2 separate regions of the Cricetulus griseus genome follow, and region 1 is linked to region 2. The links are chromatin contacts, called in public Hi-C maps. All regions are on one chromosome and are shown on one strand. Each heading gives the region's core, a stretch centred on a gene start, on an enhancer-like site or on the middle of the called end of the contact. The rest is flanking DNA. Distances are from core to core; before and after follow the strand shown.

What was found. A called contact is a pair of places that touch in the nucleus more often than the background predicts.
Region 1: a Hi-C map of the CHO-K1 cell line shows a contact between it and region 2, with 9 times the contacts expected there. The contact joins the enhancer-like site here to the promoter of Synm in region 2. A contact is called at or near these places in 6 of 8 Hi-C or Micro-C datasets (the CHK-Q cell line, the CHL-YN cell line, the CHO-K1 cell line and 2 more).

Annotation. Positions count from the first base shown.
Region 1 is chr3:129,545,976-129,550,125 of CriGri-PICRH-1.0, reverse strand. The region is part of intron 6 of Ttc23 (tetratricopeptide repeat protein 23); the gene reads left to right. Among named protein-coding and RNA genes, the nearest start is that of Ttc23, 38 kb to the left of the region's middle. Within about 2 kb of position 2,210, at least 1 of the 6 cell types and tissues checked has open chromatin away from gene starts, as enhancers often do. A contact at or near this core is called in the CHO-K1 cell line, where this site is marked.
Region 2 is chr3:129,451,920-129,456,206 of CriGri-PICRH-1.0, reverse strand. Synm (synemin) reads right to left here and starts at 1,838. Exons shown (of 4, transcript XM_027408120.2): 1 at 897-1,838. The coding sequence starts at 1,706.

The DNA of each region.
Region 1 (4,150 bases), core at 961-3,460, 94 kb before region 2:
TGTTAATGCATGTAGAGCGAGTGTGCATCTCTATATTAGATGTCATGTGCTCTGTGGAATGACTGGATATATTTTCATTCAATAAAATATGCCATGGTGTAAGTTGTGAACCTGCCAAACATACTGTCGCATTCTGTTGTTCGGAGTTATCTGTCTTGTCATCTGTCTGGTGTTTCCACAAGCTACCAAGTGCACCACAAGCACACTAGATGGTAAATCCCCAAGCATCCCCCACGACAGATAGAAAGGGATAGGAGAAAACATTGCTGCCGCACAGGTCACACAGGAGGGACTGGAGACAAGGGTACCCAACACTGACTGATGCTTTTGTGAGTTGGAGATAGAGGGAAGATTGTAATTTAGTTGGTCCTTGATATAATACTCATTCAGTCCCTTTTTATGAACTATTTTGTCAATCTAGTGTGAGTGTGTTTTCCACTTTGCCTTTGAGTTTCAGAAGGCTCTGTGGGCTGGATTAGCATGCAGCCCCATTTCTGCCTGTGTTTAGTGGGGAGACCCTGTAATAACCTGCACCACCAAATTCACAGGGCCACCGAAAAGGCTTCTTTCTGTGACACATTGTCCACCAGGCTGTTGTTTGTTTATCTTTAGTAAAGTATTTGAAGCACATAGAACTGTAGGTAATGTTATCTGGAGTCTCCTGTGTGTGTGACCAAGCTCGACAAATAGAAAACCTCTTACAAATGGAAACCTGTCAGGCGCTCACCACTATCCTAATAGGCATTTACCATGTTAAGATGAGTGTTGTTTTTTTTTTCTGATCATGTATGATTGAATATATATATATATATATATATATATATATATATATATATATTTTCTATTTCAAACTTAGTGTGTAAGTTTCATTCTGTAGCTTGCTTCCCCCCTCCCCCCAATAGCATTCCCCATACATTTTGAGGTATATCCCCATTGATTGTTCTAATTTCCTCATTTTGGGTGATTCTTGTCTGAGTTTGGCTGATTTAGACCTACTATGAGCACCATGTACATAATCGTTATTTCGTCTCTTCGGACACTTATGTCCCAAGTGTCTGCCTAGGGGGACAGCTGACTCTGTGTCAAGTATCTCCACCCCCAGTCTTTCCAGGCTTCCCAAACACTCTCCATCTGCTTATTTCTGTCCCCATCAGCAGGGTATATGAATTGATGTTACTCCTCATCTTTGCCAGCATTTAATGTTGTCTAGCTGCTTATCTTTGCTGATCATATGGGTGCAAATGCTGTGATTACTTTCCTTGACATCTTCATGTTTCCTAAACATTTGCAATTTCTGTCCTGTGAATTATCTATTTACCTTTTTTTTTTTTTGATACATAGTCTTACTTTGTTATCTTGGCTGGCTTGAAGATTGCTCTGTAGACCAGGCTGACCTCCAACTCATAGAGATCCACCTGCCTCTGCCTTCCAAGTATTGGAATGAAAGGCATGTGCCATCACACCTGGCTTTTTTACATCTTTCTATGTGGCTATTTGTATTACAAATTAACTCCTTAGGCATTCTTCATACATCTGGCCCTGTTATTTGTTGGTTGCAGGTGTTACACATACTCTGGAATTCAGTTCATCCCTTCCGCCTTCCTTGTGCTATCCCGGGGTCCTGGAATTGTTCTTGTTTTATTCTAATTTGTGTGAGTGGCTGGGAGTCAAACCCAGGGCCTCGTGGCTGCTGAACATGTGATACCACTGAGCTGCACCCCCAGGGCTAGGAGTTTTAGGATTTCCTGCAACTAATTTGCCTGCCTTTTCTGTTCAGATGTTTATCTCATAGAAGAGGCACTCTCCTTGCCGAAGGTTCCAGGTTTCCATTCCTTCTCTTTTCTCTAAAACATCTCAAAATTGTGCTCTATAAACTTAGGCTTATAATTTATTCAGGGGGGGGCGTTTGTATATGTGGTTGATGGCTCTCGTTTCACATATTTTTAAATTACACTCACCCATCTTTTCTTAGTTTTGATGGTGAATATGTATTGTTCTCATGAGAACATTGTCATTTATTTATTTATTTATTTTTAGTTCAGTTGCATCTGTAAATTTCCTGGCTCATTTGCACACAGTTTTCCATCACTGTGAACTGATCTTTCTGACTCACTGTCTTCCTGTTGTTTGTGGTGAGAAGGGATATAGAGCTGAGACATCGCTGGTGAGCCCACATCTCCACAAGGACAAGCTGAGGCTGCTGCTTGTAGCATAAGGCCTGATTGTGTGTGGCAGGCCTCAGGGGAGTCCCCCATGCTCCGCACGACCTGACTGGACGGGCTCAGATGAGGAAGCCACAGAGGTCTGTTCTTGCCCACACTCCATGCGTGCTTGCCTGTGGGTGGTCCAGCTGAGTGTGTGCGTGTTCTGCTCCTGAGGTGGAGCTTGCAGTTGATGCTCCGCCCCCAGCCTGTACTCTTTCCCATTACTTTTCCTCTGAGAAGCGAGATTGGGACCATCTTGAGACTCCGAAACGTGTCGGGCCTTTTTCTAAACATGAAGTAGTGTGCTGTTGGTAGCTCACTGAAGGTTATGTGTGGTCTGCATCATTACTCACCTCCTCGGGGGAGGAATTGCTATTAGCTGAGTTAATGCGGACGCCTCATCACCGTCTCGCTTACTTTCTCATTCACTAGCTTTGCTCTTGGCTTCCGTGTACAGTGTTTGCTCAGGTGCACTCATCTTGATGCTTGGGTTTCTCTGTTCTGTTCGCGTGTCTTCGACCGTAGTGCTGGAGGCAGAGGATGCGTGCTTTCCTTCCTTGACAGACAGGGTCATTTCTGATCACAAGAAAGGACGACCTTGCCTGAGTTCTTTGTGCAAATTGGATAGAAAAGAATCTGAAGTCATTTACACAGCATGTGATGTTTTTCTAGGTTTTAAGTGAGACATCAAGCAAACTTAGCCTGTAAAGATATAACGATTTTAGGCTGTTTGGGTTATAGGATCACTGTGACAACTATTCAGGTTTACCATTGCTGTTCCAAAGCTGTGATGCGCAAACACACCACCTCTGTTTACCAGTGAGCAGACATGATCCTTCCACCAGAGTTTGCTGACGCTCATTTTTTTTTATTTAAATTCCAGCCTTTCTACCAAGAAATCTAATTATCTGACTAAGTGATTTCATAAAACCATGTTTAGATCAAGGACTCCCATTATCAAGGATCTCTGTGGGCCTTCTCTGAGGAAGTAAGATGCAGTATGGAAACATGATGATTACATACCCATTTTCAGTTCATCAAGAGTGCAAAGGTCAAACTCGGTTGGGTTGCAAAGGTCAAAATCTTTATTCCCCCAAATCAGCATTGCTCTGAGCTCTAACCTTGCTTGATCTAAGCATGTGTCTATCCCTAGTCGCTTCCTGTGTTTCATCCTCTTTCTGATTATAGAAGGCATCCACATTCACAAGCCATTCAGTCCAGATTGTTAAATTTTAGTATTTCGCTCTCACATGTATACACACACACACACACACACACACACATACACGGGTGTATGACAGCACCCTCCCAGGCCAGAAGAGGGTGTCAGATTCCCAGGAACTGAACTGTGAACCACCCAGTGTGGGTGCTGGGAACTGAACTCTGGTCATCTGAAAGAGCAGCAAGTGATCTTAACCACTGAGCCACCCCACCCCCTTTATCTTATCGTGGTCACTGAGACCCCAGATCTGAAAAGTGTCTTTCCTTCTATCAGTTAATTCCTTTGTACGGCCAACCCAGAAGTGACTGAGTGAGCCCGAGGCCTGCTTTGCTGTGTCTGTTTGCCTGTGTCCAGGGAGTGGAAGCATCTTTTACACTAAAGCTACTGGGTGGAGAGCAGCATAGGAGGGATTGATGTCTTTCATTAAGAACTTTGGACCTGGGCGGGAGAGATGGCTCAGCAGTGGTTAAGAGCACTGGCTTCTCTTCCAGAGGTCCTGAGTTCAGTTCCAAGCAACTACATGGTGGCTCACAATCATCTGTAATAGGATCTCTGATGCCCTCTTCTGGCCTGCAGGCATACATGCAGACAAAGCACTCATACACAGAAACAAGTAACTTTGGACCTAAAGTTATTCCACAAGAGAAACTATCTCAGAGTCTAAATATTTTGAAGACTAATATTGTAAATGTCACTTATTTCTGCTTGCTAAATAGTTTAAAGG
Region 2 (4,287 bases), core at 589-3,088:
TCCTGAGGACTACTAACAGTACGATTTGGGAGTACTTCCAATACTGGCTGGGGCGGGACTGGATGGGGTGGGAGCCAAACACTAGGGCTGAACAGAGTGTACAGACAATAAATCAGCCACAGGTATATCATCCACACCGTGTCAGAGGGTTAGCCCTCAGATGTTCTGAAAAAGGAACCGTTTATATTAGCCTGTAGTTGTAATAACATCTCAACGCGGGGACCTGCTTTCTCTTGGTTTTTTACACAACCCAGAGACCTGCTGCCAGCTCATACTGTGAGCAAAACAACTCTGACCCTTTTCCTGTATGACAGTGACTTCGTCCTCTTAAGGGAACAAACAAAACCCAGAAAAATATGACGGCCGCCCAGAGAGCTGCGAGCAGATGCCTCCAGCTGGGAAATAATTCTGGTAAAATTAAAGAGGCACTTGGAGCCCTAGAAGAGTGGGCGGCCTCCAGGTGAGGACTTGGAAGTGCCTTGGAACCTTCCAGTACGCTGCCTGTCCAAGTCTGAAATCTGGGCTGAGTTTTGGATTTCAGGCTGCTAGATCTAGCAAGCCCAGGAAACGAGAAAGAAAAGAAAGACGGGGCTAGCAGGATCATTGGTCAGGATGTGCCTAGACACGTCTGTATCTAAAACTGACACTTTAAGCTATCCACTGGGACCTGTCACATGGCATCAAAAAGATCACTGCACTAAGTAAGCCCTTATTCTTAGGTTAGCTACATGCCAGAATCCTGTGGCCTCATAAATAGCAAAGCTGCTGGCAGCATACGCTTCCCTGGGTGGGGCTGAACTCCGCTCCAGGTCCAGGGAACCCCGCCGCTTGCCCACTGGATGCGCAGCGATGTCTGGGCAGGCTACAGGGAAGGGGCGCGGTCCCTGCCCACGGACCTGCCGCTCCTCCGCCTGCATCCCGTACTCCTCGTGCATCCGCAGCAGCTCATCCTCCAGCCGCGCGCGCAGCCGCTCCAACTCCAGCGCCTGGTTCCGCAGCGCGTCCGCCTCCTGCGCGCATAGGCGCGCCTCGTCCTCCGCTTGGCGCCGGCTCTCCTGGCCGCGGCGCAGCGCCTGCTCCAGCTCGCGCACCTCGTCCTCGTAAAGCTGCACGCTCTCCCGCCACGACTCGGCCACCAGGAGCGCGTAGCTGTCGTGCACGTCCTGCAGGCGCGGCGGGGGTACGGCGGGGCCCGGGGCGCGGGCTCGGAAGTGCATAGTGAGGCTGGCGGCGCGAGAGCGTAGCTCCCGCACTTGGCGCTCGTGGACCGCGTCCAGGTCGCGGCGCTCAGCCTCCAGCCGGCCCAGCAGCGCTTCGAGGGCGGCGCGTGCCGCCAGTGCCTCCTCCAACTCCCGCCGCTGCGCGACCAGCTCTGCGTCCAGGCGGCTGCGGGCAGTGCTGGCTTCCGCGCCCTCCCGCTGCAGCTCCAGCAGCTCCCTCCTCAGCGCGTCGCACTCGCCCTCGGCCAGCGCTGTGGACCAGCTCAGTTCGTCCAGCTGCTGCCGCAGGCTGCGCGCCTCCTCGGCGAAGCGCGCCTGGTCCTCGATCCAGAGGTTCTCGCGGCTCAGCCGGCTGCGCAGCTCCTCCTCCAGCAGCAGGTTCTCGCGCTCCAGCTCCCGCACCCGGCACACGTAGTCATAAAGGCGAGCATTGAGCTCCTGAAGCTCGGCCTTTTCGGAGCCCGTCTGCAGCCGCCAGGACAGCATTTTGTTGGTTGTGCGGGGCTCTTTTCGATTAACCGCTTGCCTCCTGCCCTGATCTTGTCCCCTCCCGCCGCGCCGCGCCCGCCGTGCCGCTGCCTCGGAGGCCCTCAGACTGGCGCTCTAGCTGGCGAGTTTCGCCACTTAGTGGCCGGGTCGTGAGGTGATAGACTAGGGCCACGGGTTCCAGCCAATCAGAAAGCGGCCCGTGCGGTCACTGCGGCCGGACAGCGCCCCCTGCCGGGAAGATTGAGGCATGGCGTGACTGCCCAGTTCTGACCCCTGGTGGCCCAGAGTGTTGTATTACTGCATGCTGGCTATCTGAAACACTTTACAGGGCTCCCTGTTAACCCTCGGGCACACCTGAGACACCCCCAAGTCCCAGATTTTCTTAATGAAAAATAAGTTGCCATTAAGTGAAACATGCCAAGTACCGGTGACAGGCCTTAACAAATAGGATGCTTCTCCTTGATGGAGATGGGGGCGGGGGGGGGGCGGGCGGAGCGTGGTGTAGCCTTTAAACACAAACTAGGTTTGTAGCTCAATGATAAAGTGCTTGCCTAGCGTGCACCAGGCTCAGGTATCAATACCCACCTCAGAAAACTGTGTACATGTATATTGCATATCTACAGATACATATATACACGTGTATCTCTTTTCAGGATAACATCATTTTAGTGCTTTTAAGAGTTTGTTTTTATCTTTTTATGTGTATGAGTGCTTCGCTTGCGTGTATGTATGTGCACCACTTCCGTGCCTGGTGCCCACAGAGATAGAAAAGAGAGTCAGATCCTCCTGAAACTGGAGTAAAAGGCAGTTGTAAGCCAAAACGTAGGTGCTGCAACGGAACCCACGCCCTCTCCTGCCCGTGCTCTTAACCACTGGGCCATCTATCTCCCCAGCCCTACATGCGAATCTTTTAACTTCTGGCATGAAAGCATCTCCACTTGCCAACATTTTATGTTCAAGTAAAAAGAGTTCATATTCGTGCAGAGTGGTAAACCCTGCTTCCTTCTTACTTGCACAAGCCACCTTTATGGGATTGTGTGCTTTGCAATATCAGTTCATTCTGGTGGAGGAAGGACGCAGAAAAAACTTTGAAGTACTCTAAGCACAGAACATTCCAGACACCTACCATCTCTCCAAACGTTTGCAACTGCCTGATACACACCCCCACTGTGACAGCCAGTTTTCTTTTCTTTCAACAGTGTGCCCTTAAGAAACACTCAGCTTAATTACCATAGAAACCACTGCTCTCTCTGTTTTTTTTTTTCATAGTTTCATTTCATTACATTACAGGGCAGTTATTTAAGTTACAAATGACAGTAACCAAACTCAGTAGCATTAAGGAGTTCAGGAATAAGCTCAACTGCATAGGTACAAGAGCACAAAGAGGTCTGGAGAAGTCACCTAGCGGCCACGGAGCTTTTCTCAGCAAGGCCACCAGTCAGTGATATTTTCAGGAGCATGGGGAAATGGGTTGCTCTAGGTCACTTGAAGTCACCCACAAACAACTGCAGAAAGTGGACCTTTGTTTCTCTAAAGACCCCATCTCCAAGGTGCCATTCTGCAGGGGATAGAAATGAATGTATCAAGTGGATGTGCTTGGAATTCCTCTCTTTTTCTGCTGAGGTTAAGTGGGCATGGAGGGTGGGTGTATTCAGCACCAAGGCATTAGGCTGGGAGCCCTAGACCCCTGTTCTTACCTCTTCTTACATTCACATCAGGGACATATCGGCACTTGATCACTGATACTCGTCACCAGACCTGCCTGCTTATACCCACTCTGAGCATCTTCTCCTTGGTCACCCCACGACAGCAGACCATCACAGGGCAGCTTCAGAGTCACCTGGACTCAGCTGGAATCATTCACTCTCAGCACTTTGAATGCCCACACTTCCAGAGGCATTAGGGGACAATAGGAAGGGGACAGCTCTGCCTGGGAGTGGGGAGCCTTCAGAGACATCTGTAGGCCTCCTAAGAGATTGCTCCTGGGTTTTTCTTGCTCCCTATGCCCCCCAGAGTCTTGGATTTTGAAACTCAAAACTTCCTCTCTCTTCTGCTGTAAACCTGTCTTGGAGGAAATGACTGCTCCTCCAGGGTATAGCTTAGCAAAAGAACAAGCATGTGCCACTGGGAATATTGCAAAACAACGTCCCATTGATCACACACAATCCTCACAGAGCTGAGACTTGGAGGCATGGACTAACTTCCCTAAATACATGGCTGCAAAATGTGGGAAGGAGCAAGCATATTAGAGGTGACCAGGGCAGCTAACTTGAGCAGGCAAGGTCTGCATATTCACAAAGAAGAGTAGGTGGGAGGAGGGGCTACTTGCAAAGGACTGTGTTGGGTGGAGAGGTGTCAGTGGCCAAGAGGGGCAAACCAAGAGCCTTTAGTATATTAGTGCTGGGGGGTGCTTGGAGCTCTGGGAGATGCCCCCCTCCCCGGAAGGGAGGAAAGCTGCAGAACAAACCCTGGGAGGAAGAAGGAGAACACATCCTCTCTCTTCCTGCTGCTCTCCCGCCAGGGTCTCCCACTGTAGAAGCCAGAAGTTGCTGAAACTTGGCACAGTGGTGCTTCGGAT